Regions from separate parts of the Hordeum vulgare genome. Here region 1 is linked to region 2. Evidence: chromatin contacts called from public Hi-C data. All regions are on one chromosome and are shown on one strand. The core of a region is the stretch at or near the end of the contact, and the rest is flanking DNA. Distances in the headings are between cores, read along the strand shown. Region 1 holds the start of LOC123452290 (60S ribosomal protein L13a-4). Region 2 holds the start of LOC123452279 (COBRA-like protein 3).

Region 1 (5,454 bases), core at 1,642-4,141, 370 kb after region 2:
AGGAAGGGCAGACCCTAACTTTAGGGCAGGTGTTCATCATAGTATGAACATCTATGAATCAAGGACCATGGGGAGTTCAGATCATGGATTTCAGAGGAACCAGTCGTATCTATTCAATGAAGATGCAAACTTCTTTGAGCTAGGAAGGGCAATTCCTAACTTTAGGGAAGGTGTTCATCATAGTATGAACATGTATGGATCAGACGCCAATGAGAATTTAGAGCATGGATTTGGAAGAAGTTATTTGGATCATACCAGTACTGAAAGAAATGAAATGCAGGAGAAAGAACGAACTTGCTTATCAACAAAACACAACAATGACCGGATAAGCCCTTCAAGTTTAGCTCAGGCATACAGCGAAAAGCTTAGAATGTCCTTCCCGCCAAGAGATTCCTTGATAGGGATTCGGAAGAAAAAGCTTCTTATTCTAGATCTCAATGGCCTGCTTGCGGATATCAATGAAGATTTCCACAATGCTCACATGGCTGATGCAAAAGTTCGAAGGAAACTAGGTAAAGTTACTTGTACAATTGTCCATAATTATTGTTTGTGAAAATGCAGATATAGAACTGTGACAGATGATATTAATATAGTACTACACCTTTCTACCAGTCTTCCGAAGGCCTTACTGTGATGATTTTCTCAACTTCTGCATAAAAAATTTCGAGCTAGGTGTATGGTCCTCAAGGAAACGGTACTATTTACTATCCACATATTTTGTTTTACTTTATCCTCATTGCTCCATGTTTACTAATGTGTGATTTATCATTTTTCTAGGAAAAATGTTGATTCTGTTGTTGACATCCTCATGAGTGATTTCAAACCATACCTACTGTTTTCTTGGGTAAGTAACAGAAACAAACCTGTGGTAGATGGACATGGTCGACTGTATGTAATTTTGGTCCTAATATGTTTTATGACCTTCATATGGGCAGGCCAGGGATAAATGCACAATGACTGGACGTAACACACTGGAGAACGTGCACAAACCAATAGTACTGAAGGAATTGAGGAAACTGTGGAATAAGGAAGAACCTGGTCTTCCTTGGAAGGAGGGAGAATTTTCACCTTCCAATACATTACTTGTGGACGATTCTCCTTACAAGGCTCTGCGCAATCCGGTATTTTCTCAGCTGTTTCCATATACCAGCGTCTTGTTTAAGTGTCTCGTTTAACTGTATCATTTCTATATTAGAATAATGCATATTTTCATGCCAATGTTATGCAGCCACACACTGCCATTTTTCCTCAACCGTTCAGCTATCTTAACCAGAACGACAATTCATTGGGTATGCATTCACCACTTCATGTTGATGTACTTACGTAGTTACCTGTTACACTACTACAGCCTATTGATGCATATAAATTACAATTTCCGATAAGCAGGTCCTGATGGAGATCTTCGCATGTATCTGGAGAAACTCGTTTTTGCAGATGATGTTGAGTGCTACGTTGGCAATAATCCATTTGGTCAACCTTTTATTACACAGAGTGATCCAAATTGGAACTTCTATGCTGAAATAGCTGGTAAAGAGTATGGTGCATTAACTTGTGCCTGAACGTCCCAATATCTAGTGAGGCGGACTAGTAGACTGATCTTGTGTTGATTCTTCAGACATGAGGGGAAGTTGTCGCATGTTTGTTGTATACCTGACCTCCAAACTAATTTTACCGTGGATTTTTGGGCACCAACAGTTATAACTTGTACGGATGTGAATATGAATGAATTTTGTACCGGTGACTCGAATTTTTGGAAAGCCTTATATTTATTCAGTTTTTATTTTTTTATGTTTTTCCCTACCTAGGCACTGATGTGGTTCTGTGTTGTTCTTTTATATCTTGCACCCATTTTCTCGTGAGCCCTAAAGGTACTACTCCAGCGTTTATCCCATTAGTTTTGAACTGTTTAAAAAAATCCAGTACTGGATAACATCTACACCACTTCAAGAAAGTAGTATTGCTACGTAGTACCATTGTCCCATGTTTTTGAACTGCTTTCATACATGTTTTTTCCTTCTATTTTTGGTTATGATCTACAAAAAAAATTGTATAGATTCATCTTTGCGGCAAGTGCAATGTTTCTATGTGTGTTTTAGGAGTTAGTTAGACAATAACATAATTTGCGGAACATGAAATCGTTCGCAAAGCTATGTTCACACAGACGAGAATAGCGCAATCGAACAATTATAAACTTAAGCTTAATTAATTTATCTTCTATGATATAAAATAATAATAATTTAGTTTAGAGAATTGAACCAGCCTCTTTGTTTTTCTTACTATTATCAGCCATTTAACTCATCGACAAAAAGCTTTGTACTCCCTCTTTCCATATATATAGGGTCTAATGCGTTTTTCGAGACTAACTTTGATCATATGTTAGAGCAATAATATATGGCATGCAAGTTACACAAAGCATATCTTCAAATTCGTACGTGAAATGAGCTTTCAATGATATAATTTTCACATTATATAATTCATATACTATTAATCTTATCAATAGTCAAAGGCAATCTCGAAAAATGCATTAGGCCCTATATATATATGGATGGAGGGAGTACGAATAATTCCTCCCTCGACACATTTGATTTTTTATTTAGGATGACATTGTCTTTTTGAAGGTCACCAGTTTCATTTTCATAGATAATATATTTTCAGTACTTTATTTAAAACATTTGGCATTTTTTTTTACCCACAAACGTACAGTATATCTTTGTCAGACAAAATCCTTCAGCAAGCCCGTCAGCGCAGAATAAACTTTTCTAAACTCGTAAAGCCTCTAAACCTAATAAGCCTAGCCCATTTAACACTACAGCCCGGACGGGAGCGGCCCAGCAACTGGCCCATGCAAGACACCCTAAACGCGGAGATCTATAAATACGAAACCCTAAGCGCCGCACTGCTCTCCATTCCGCCTCCACCCCCCGAACTCCAAACCCTAGTAGCTGCGCCGCCGCCGCCAGGTAAGAGGCGAGATGGTGTCCGGCTCCGGCGTGTGCGCCAAGCGCGTGGTGGTGGACGCCCGCCACCACATGCTCGGCCGCCTGGCGTCGATCGTCGCCAAGGAGCTGCTCAACGGGCAGCGCGTGGTGGTGGTCCGCTGCGAGGAGATCTGCATGTCCGGCGGCCTCGTCCGCCAGAAGATGAAGTACCTCCGCTTCCTCCGCAAGAGGATGAACACCAAGCCATCCCACGGCCCCATCCACTTCCGCGCCCCGGCCAAGATCCTCTGGCGCACCATCCGCGGGTACGTCGCCGGCGACGCTGCCGCCGCTTAGATCCGTCGCTTCCGCCTCTGTACTTATGTCGCCGTTCCCATTTGGGTTTGTGTGTTCTTATGATGCTTTGCTTGGTGGCGCTCTGCAGTATGATTCCGCACAAGACCGCGAGGGGCGAGGCCGCACTTGCCAGGCTCAAGGCGTACGAGGGTGTGCCGCCGCCGTACGACAGGACCAAGCGCATGGTCATCCCCGACGCGCTCAAGTACGTCGGCGTTCGACTGTCTTCTAGATCTCTGCGTACGTCGTATATGTATGTTTGGTGTTGACGTTGCTTGTGATATTGCAGGGTTCTGAGGCTGCAGCCCGGGCACAGGTACTGCCTCCTGGGCCAGCTCTCCAAGGAGGTCGGATGGAACTACGCCGACACCATCAGGGTAAGCTATTTCCTTTCCTTTTTTCTTCGGTGCTCACTAGTTGCTAGCGTTCGATTGTTACGGTCCTGCTATACTAAAATGGGTCTAGTTGTACTAATCATTCAATGAAAGTTCACTCTGGTTTGCTGGTACTCTAGTAGATATTCAGATTTTTGTCATATATGCTCCCCTGTTGATAAATGATTTGTTCTGCATTTGGAAAATGTTTATGCTGATGCCCACGGATTTTAGAAGCCATTTACAGATCATGCTTTATTATACCGTGAAGAATTTTATTTGCTCATGCTTGCAGTCATTGATGAGAACTGGGTCTAGTTGTACTCATGCTTGCTGAGATGTGCATGATCTGGCTGATGAATAAAATCGTTCGGATTCCCACTGATTTGTCATGATTATTACAACCAGCTACTTCTGACAGATCATGCCATCTCTTGGATTATATCTGCATATTTGTACTCTTTTATCATTTGGCAATACGTGCCTTTCTTAGTATTTTGCAAACCTCTTAGCAATACAGTTTGAATCCGCTTCTTTTATGTTCTGCTAGCTGACAAGATGTGCATGACCTGGGTGATGAATAAAATCGTTCGGATTCCCACTGATATTTCATGATTATTATAACCAGCTACTTCTGACGGGTCATGCCATCTCCTGAATTTCATTTGGACGTTTTTACCGCTTTAGACTGACTGTAATCCAACATTGGTTATGAATCTTGCTGCTCGTTGTGTTCTATTGGTTTAACACGATTCTGGGTGACGAAGAAAATCGTTCGGATTCCCACTGATATTTCATGATTAGTGTAACCAGCTACTTCTGACGGATCATGGCATCTCCTGAATTACATTTGCATTGCTATATGACTGGCTGTACATGCACTCCTTATTTTGGTTGCAACCTTGTTACTCTCTGTCTTCTATTGGGTACAATTACATGCTTCTGTGTGATGAAGAAAATCGTTCGGATTCCCACTGATACTAAATGATTATCACAACCAACTACTTCTGACAGATCATGCCTTTTTGTGCTCTTACTAGATTTTGTTCTCTTTTGGGTTTCAGTTAAACTCTCTGCATCTTTATTCCGCAGTTTTGCTGGTGTTCTATTTTCTTTTGAGCCTGTGATGTTATCAAAATATTTGCTACTCTTGATGGGTTTATCCCACTTGATGATCTCAACCACCAAGATCTCTGAGGCTCTTTAGTTCTAGTCTTTTGTTATCATTACAGTACATCCCCTGTTGCCAGTTTTTGTTCATTATGTGCTGATGTTTGTGCATATCGTTTCTCATCGCTCTTTGGCCTGTATTCAGGAGCTGGAGGAAAAGAGGAAGGAGAAGGCCAAGGTCTCGTACGACAGGAGAAAGCAGCTGGCGAAGCTCCGCGTCAAGGCCGAGAAGGCAGCCGAGGAGAAGTTGGGAACTCAGCTGGAGATCCTGGCCCCGATCAAATACTAAGAGAGATCAGAGCTTTTGTGCGCCATCAGTTTTGGGAAACCTCTGTCCTCCTCTTGTCTTTAAGTAGTTTGGTAACTCTGTGTTAGTACAACCTGGTTGGTAAACCTTTGTTATGCATGCAGTTCTGCTACCCTCATTTGAAATTTTCTACTTGGGTCAACTGTTTCGTTTATCAAATGTGTGCATTTGAAGATTCTTGTGAATGTCTATCAGGTGATTATATGGTGCTGTAGCCTTTTCTCTTCACTACAGCCTTGGCAGCCCCTTGTTATGGCCTGTTGCGGGTGTTTTAGCGATTTCCTGAGCTACGTTAAAAATCTTAGTGTACAACTATACTTTGGGATTC
Region 2 (5,544 bases), core at 2,638-5,137:
GGTCAAAAGCACACAGAATAACATTACATTCAAAATTCAAACAACAAATGTTTGATGAAGAAGTAACTCGTTAAACCTAACAACCAGGAAGACAGCCTGGTACGTGGCAAAGCATGATCGTTCACTGCTGCACGATTGCAATTTTCTAAATTCATAGTGTGCAGATAGAGAAACATTTCATGCCTCTTTTGATGTACATTATAGTTTTGTGATCTTGAAGCCTAGCATGAGTGTTGTCCGGTGCTTCTTTTGATTCTTGTTATCTCTAACACTTGCTTCTAAAACCAGAGGGATCGGTAAAAACAATGCTAGATTATCTCAACCAACAGCATCCTCTCAGTTTCACAAATTATACAAAAACATTATTATGTAACCCATACAATCACTACAAAGAAAGGCAGTCATATGATTCAAATTAAATGTCTGCGTCTGCTATAAAATACAGAAGGTGCAACCGTAATTACCTAAATTGCAGTAACTAAGTTCACCAAAGTTTCCATGGCCAGTATATACCAAACAAGAAAAACATTTCCAGCCCCTTTTAACTTACAAAACACAAACATATCAGCTTTCCTCAGCGCGACACCCGTCTCTTCTATGCAACCGTGGAATTGAATGAACAAATGACCTGTTGCCGCGCACATCATGGAACCTGACAGCGACTTGAAGCTCGCTGAATCTCTTGGGTCTCATTCATCATACATAGTAAGCCAGCAAAGTAGCCAACGCAGTCCAGAACACCAAGAGTGGGAGTGTCCATGGTTGTTTTGTTAGAGGGCTTGCACTAGGCAACCATGGATAGTCATCAGGAGACGGCATGACACAGTTATCACCATTGAAGTACACACGCCGCGGAAACGCCCATCCTTTCTGGAAGGTGAAAGTCTCTGAGTCCTTCCGCATGAGTAGTTCTGACTGCGCGTTTCCAAGCGGACCAGCTTGATTGAGCAAATCATTGTAGAACTTCATTCCCCAGAACATTGCGGTATCATCTGAAAATGAGAGGAATAAGCACATTAGATAGGAGGGACATCTCAAGTCAGAAACTAATTAAAACAGTTCACACCGTGACTTACTTATGCGGCCTCCATATGGTGTAAGTGGCTTATAATTGAAGCTGAACAGCTTTGTGATATTATCGAAGTTAGGATGCTGGGCAACCAAGTTCCAGTCTGTATAATTCATGCGGTAGTTGAAGTTTGTGATGGTGACTTTCACTCTCCAGTAGTCCTTGTAGTTGAGCTTCACATGCCAATGGATTCTTATCGGGCACATGTGGGACGTACATTGGACAAGAGGCTGCCCGGTTAGTTTGCCAGGGCCATTGATGGCAGATTGTAAATAAGGTGAATTGTCACTGTAAAATGGATAGGGTTCATTAGGAATCTGCAGCGAGTTAAAACCTTAATATGAAGCATAGTAAAGAGTAATAATTATTAACTCACTTTACACAGCTTCCTGGACGAGTAATATTGTTTTGGCAACCGCAAGAGCACGTTGGGCAGTTCACAATAGTGTCATTATAAAACGATGAGAGAGATACACAGCAGGTCGGAGTCTTCTGAGCAAGAAATTGGGAGTATGTGCAGGTTACATTCCACGACACTGTCAATAGAGAATTTCTTTTGTTAATACCCGCTAAATAAAGAACACTATCAGCAATAAAGCATAAAACATATATGGAACCAATCTGATGTTTCCTGCATTTGACATGCATTATTTGCAAGTGAACAAAACTCGTTAAGATATTGTCAGGCTTAGCGGTGGCCTGTTTTCAAATAAATATCAGCTAACAACGATCCCAGGTGATGAACTCATCCCCCTTCCGAAAATGAATCACTTCTTGTTTACATGGATTTACCCTTTCCAGTCTTTCACTAATCCTACACATATTATAACATAACATTCATTCACGATTAAGGAGCAGAAGAATGCAGAAGTGATAGTAGGATTTGTTTAGCTCAATTGGTTTAGCTTGCTAATGCATTTGCGCAAAGTATTCAAGCAATATAGAGCAAGCACTGAAGAGCAATAGTGGGCAACTTACTGAGAGCTTGGGTTACCCTGCGCCCGTCTGACGAGTAATACTTGGTAGGCCTGCCAACAAGAGCACGCCCACATGTGTACCCTGGACCTGGGGCCTTAAGGGTGAAGTTCTTTGGCATCTTAACCGTCTTATTGGTAGTCCCAGCAAGACCAACACTAATCTGGAAGGAGGAAGCAGCATTTCCTGGGTCCTGGTTAAATGTCTTTATAACTCCTGCCTTGCAACAGTTGGCAATTTGCTGGTTGAATGGGGTGCCTGGAAGAAGATCGACGATCGTCGGATCTCTCTTGCAGCAATGGGGAGGGGCGCTCTTGAATTTTGAGCAATCACCCTGCTCAGTGGCCTGAGCCCCCACCATCGACCAGATGACCTCTTTCTTTGCCCACGACCACCCTAGCTGCCACCCAGGCGCAGATATGTGTCGGAACTGCTGGTAGTTGAACATTGTGACCGTTGCCTGCACATGACAAGTTTGGAATAAAGATCATGATACAGGTAGAGTGTGACAAGATATCCATAATCTGCTGATAATTGTACTTGGTACTACTATGTAGTTTGCGGCAAAGTTTGCAATCAATCATTAGGAAGCTGTTGATGTGAAGAGTGTCTACTATATTGTTTGTGGCAAAATTTGTAATCAATCATTAGCAAGCTGTTGATGTGAAGAGTGGCTACTGCAAATTTTGTAACACATCATTAGCAAGCTATTGATGTGAAGAGGTGCTACTTACAACATAACCATCCGGAGTCCACGAAATAATATCCCATTTTATCGTGATGTTGCCATTTGGATCCAGCGAATCATAAGCCTCTGCGTGAACAAACAAACAAAGGGTGCATATATTAGATACATATATATGGAAACAAACTAAATAAAGAAGGTGATACACACTAGATACTATGTTTTCAGCAGGATAGTATAGTAAATAAAGAGTAACAAAGAGGTGAGACGCACTAAATAAAGAGGGTTACATCATAATTCCAATTTGCAGGATCTATCCGCTTAAGTTGCCCGCCGGATATTTTCTAGCAGCAAAACAATTGATCGACATGTTTCTACTGATCCCCTTCCCTCCTGGACAGATCTACCGCCACAGAGCTCGACACGAGCAAGTGTGAAGAAGAATCAGCAGAGTGGCAGCGGGGAAGCTCGACAGATCGCCCGTCTCACAGTTATGGATAGCTTCCTAATTTAGCTTCAGAACTCGGACAAGCTCGAAATGAACGGACGGAAGTAACCCAGTGGGATCAAAATTAGAAGCCACCGACACCGACAGCACTAACTAAACGGGAGCGGGCATTGACCAGCGCGCATGGCAGAAGCGTGCGACCGCCTCGTCTCAGCGATGCTCCGCGGCGATCGGGATCCGTGAACAGAACTACAGATTCGCCGGCTCCAGGCACGACGACGAGGCACGAGAGAGGGGGAGAAGGGCCGGGGTTGGGCGGGAAGGGGAGGAACCGAACCTGTGGTGGCCGGCGCGGAGAAGAAGAGCACCGCCGCGAGCAGCACGGCGCAGCAGGCCGCGGATCTGGAGCCCCCGGCGACGCCACCAACCGGCGCCATTTTTCCTCCCGCGCTACCCCACCGACACTCCCCAGCAGCCGCACCTACCCACCCACCGATCCCCGCTTCGCTCCGTACGGCGAGGAATGCGGCCGCGCCCGCCGATGATGGGGGGAGCTGGAGATCTGCGGCGACTGAGCAGGTGGTGGTGGTGGTGGTGGGAGTGGGACTTAAAGCATGTGCGGCCGCGGCCGTCTCCCCAGTTTTTACTGCGACGAGACGCGCTCCGTCTGCGAGTGTGCTCCCTCACGGACGCTTCCTTCCGCGCCTCGGTGGGAATTATATCGCGGGGAGGGGAGGGGGCGCCTTTTTTTTTTCCCCTTCCTCTCCCCCGCGAGGAAAGAGCAGATGTGACGGCCCAACCTCCGAGGTGGTTTGGACTGAAATGCCCTCTGCTCGTACAGCTGTTCCCTATTGGGCGATGGATGTCATGTCACTCATCGGGAGCTGGGACAGGGGCAGGGGCTGCCACCCCCCGCCTATGGCGCTCGTGGAGCGGGTGTTTGGGTGTCGGTCTCGGAGATCATTCTGCGTGAGCAAACTTTGCCTAAATGTGACAAAGTCCGATGCCAAAATGTAGCACATGTTTCAAGCAAAAGTACTGGCCTTGCTCAATTCTGCTTCAACAAACCTTGCCAAATCTGATAAATTTTGGTGTCCAAATAGCATGGCACCGCCCATGAGCGCGCGCGCGCGCACACACACACGAGAGAGACCCCCTCCCCGGCGTGCCCCTCCCTGCTGTGTGAGACTATGCCTATACCGATCTTTCTATTAAGATTGTGATGATGTGACTATAATTTGATTTGAATGACCTATAAATTGGTCTAAGTCCTATCGTACAATGTGTCGTACAAGAAGCTTCTCAAAGGAACCAACTTGGTAAAGTAGTGTTCAACTAGGTCGCCCTATAGGTGAGAATAACGGTATAATTGTTATATCCACATAAAACATAAAAAAAACATTGGTGCTGAAGACATCATCGTCGCACTGGGCAACACACGCCTCAGCCAATGCTCTGCTACCATATTGTTGTCTTGCCATTCAGGATGTTGCTCTCATCATTCTCGCCTCCACCTATAGGCATGGCTTGTGTCACCTCTCTCCAGCCTAGTTTTCATAATGGTTGGAGGACACTACATACATAGGCAGATCATTTGCAGGACAAAGGAGGGTCCTGGCCTCCCCTTGCATGATGAAGATTGCAAGGATAAGCTTGCATTAGTGTTAAACCCTGCTGATCTTCCGGCTTCTCAATCTCCCTAACCTTTGAGACCCCTTCTTCAATTTGGTCCACGCTTCGCCGTTGACTATGTAAGGCTAGATCTGGCTATATCCAACATGTGCATCTTCCAATCCATCAAAGAGCAAATATACCTATAACAAACAGCTCCTTTGGTTGTTGTCTAACTTCAACCGCCACACCACCATTAAAGATGGCATTTCCTTTAGAGACGAATCTTGTTGCAACCACGTCAAGAGACGGTTGATAGGTTCCATGCCACATGTAACTACCGTGTTGGCGAAGAAATAGTGTTTTTGGGATATGGAAGGACGCGTGCCATTTGCTCAAGAGGTTCTAATTTGATTAAGGAAGAGATGTGGTCTTATGAGATTGTTTTTCCTTGGGGTAGAGACTACACTCTACCATCTTTGATAAAGGAGCATATCGGGATGTTGATTCCAAAGAACCAAATTCTACACTACCATCATTTTTAACTCTCACCAAATGTGATGTGAGTTTTCAAGATGGTGTGGAGGTTATGTTTCTTTGGCTATCTAGCTTAATTTGTATAAACAAGCTTCACAGAGGACAATATCCACAACTTGAATTGGTTCCAGTGAAATCACAAGCTAATGGGTGACACATGAGGCAAGCCTCGGTGAATTGCCATGGGTTCAATGTTGTTGAGCTAACTACACTCGGTGA

Evidence for each region. A called contact is a pair of places that touch in the nucleus more often than the background predicts.
Region 1: a Hi-C map of seedling shows a contact between it and region 2, with 2.8 times the contacts expected there. The contact joins the promoter of LOC123452290 here to the promoter of LOC123452279 in region 2. A contact is called at or near these places in 2 of 6 Hi-C or Micro-C datasets (leaf and seedling).

Annotation. Positions count from the first base shown.
Region 1 is chr5H:529,073,447-529,078,900 of MorexV3_pseudomolecules_assembly, forward strand. LOC123452290 (60S ribosomal protein L13a-4) reads left to right here and starts at 2,892. Exons shown (of 4, transcript XM_045128922.1): 1 at 2,892-3,244; 2 at 3,364-3,480; 3 at 3,565-3,652; 4 at 4,965-5,305. The coding sequence starts at 2,973. The coding sequence ends at 5,108. LOC123452289 reads left to right here. Exons shown (of 8, transcript XM_045128921.1): 3 at 1-512; 4 at 613-694; 5 at 778-844; 6 at 936-1,121; 7 at 1,229-1,289; 8 at 1,387-1,747. The coding sequence ends at 1,559. It overlaps LOC123400500 (a small nucleolar RNA gene), which reads left to right and starts at 4,768; the gene lies at 4,768-4,850. It also overlaps the pseudogene LOC123400530, the pseudogene LOC123400531, the pseudogene LOC123400533 and the pseudogene LOC123400532.
Region 2 is chr5H:528,702,096-528,707,639 of MorexV3_pseudomolecules_assembly, forward strand. LOC123452279 (COBRA-like protein 3) reads right to left here and starts at 3,888. Exons shown (of 6, transcript XM_045128913.1): 1 at 3,515-3,888; 2 at 2,779-2,858; 3 at 2,048-2,504; 4 at 1,446-1,605; 5 at 1,077-1,357; 6 at 387-992. The coding sequence starts at 3,614. The coding sequence ends at 697. It also overlaps the pseudogene LOC123452281.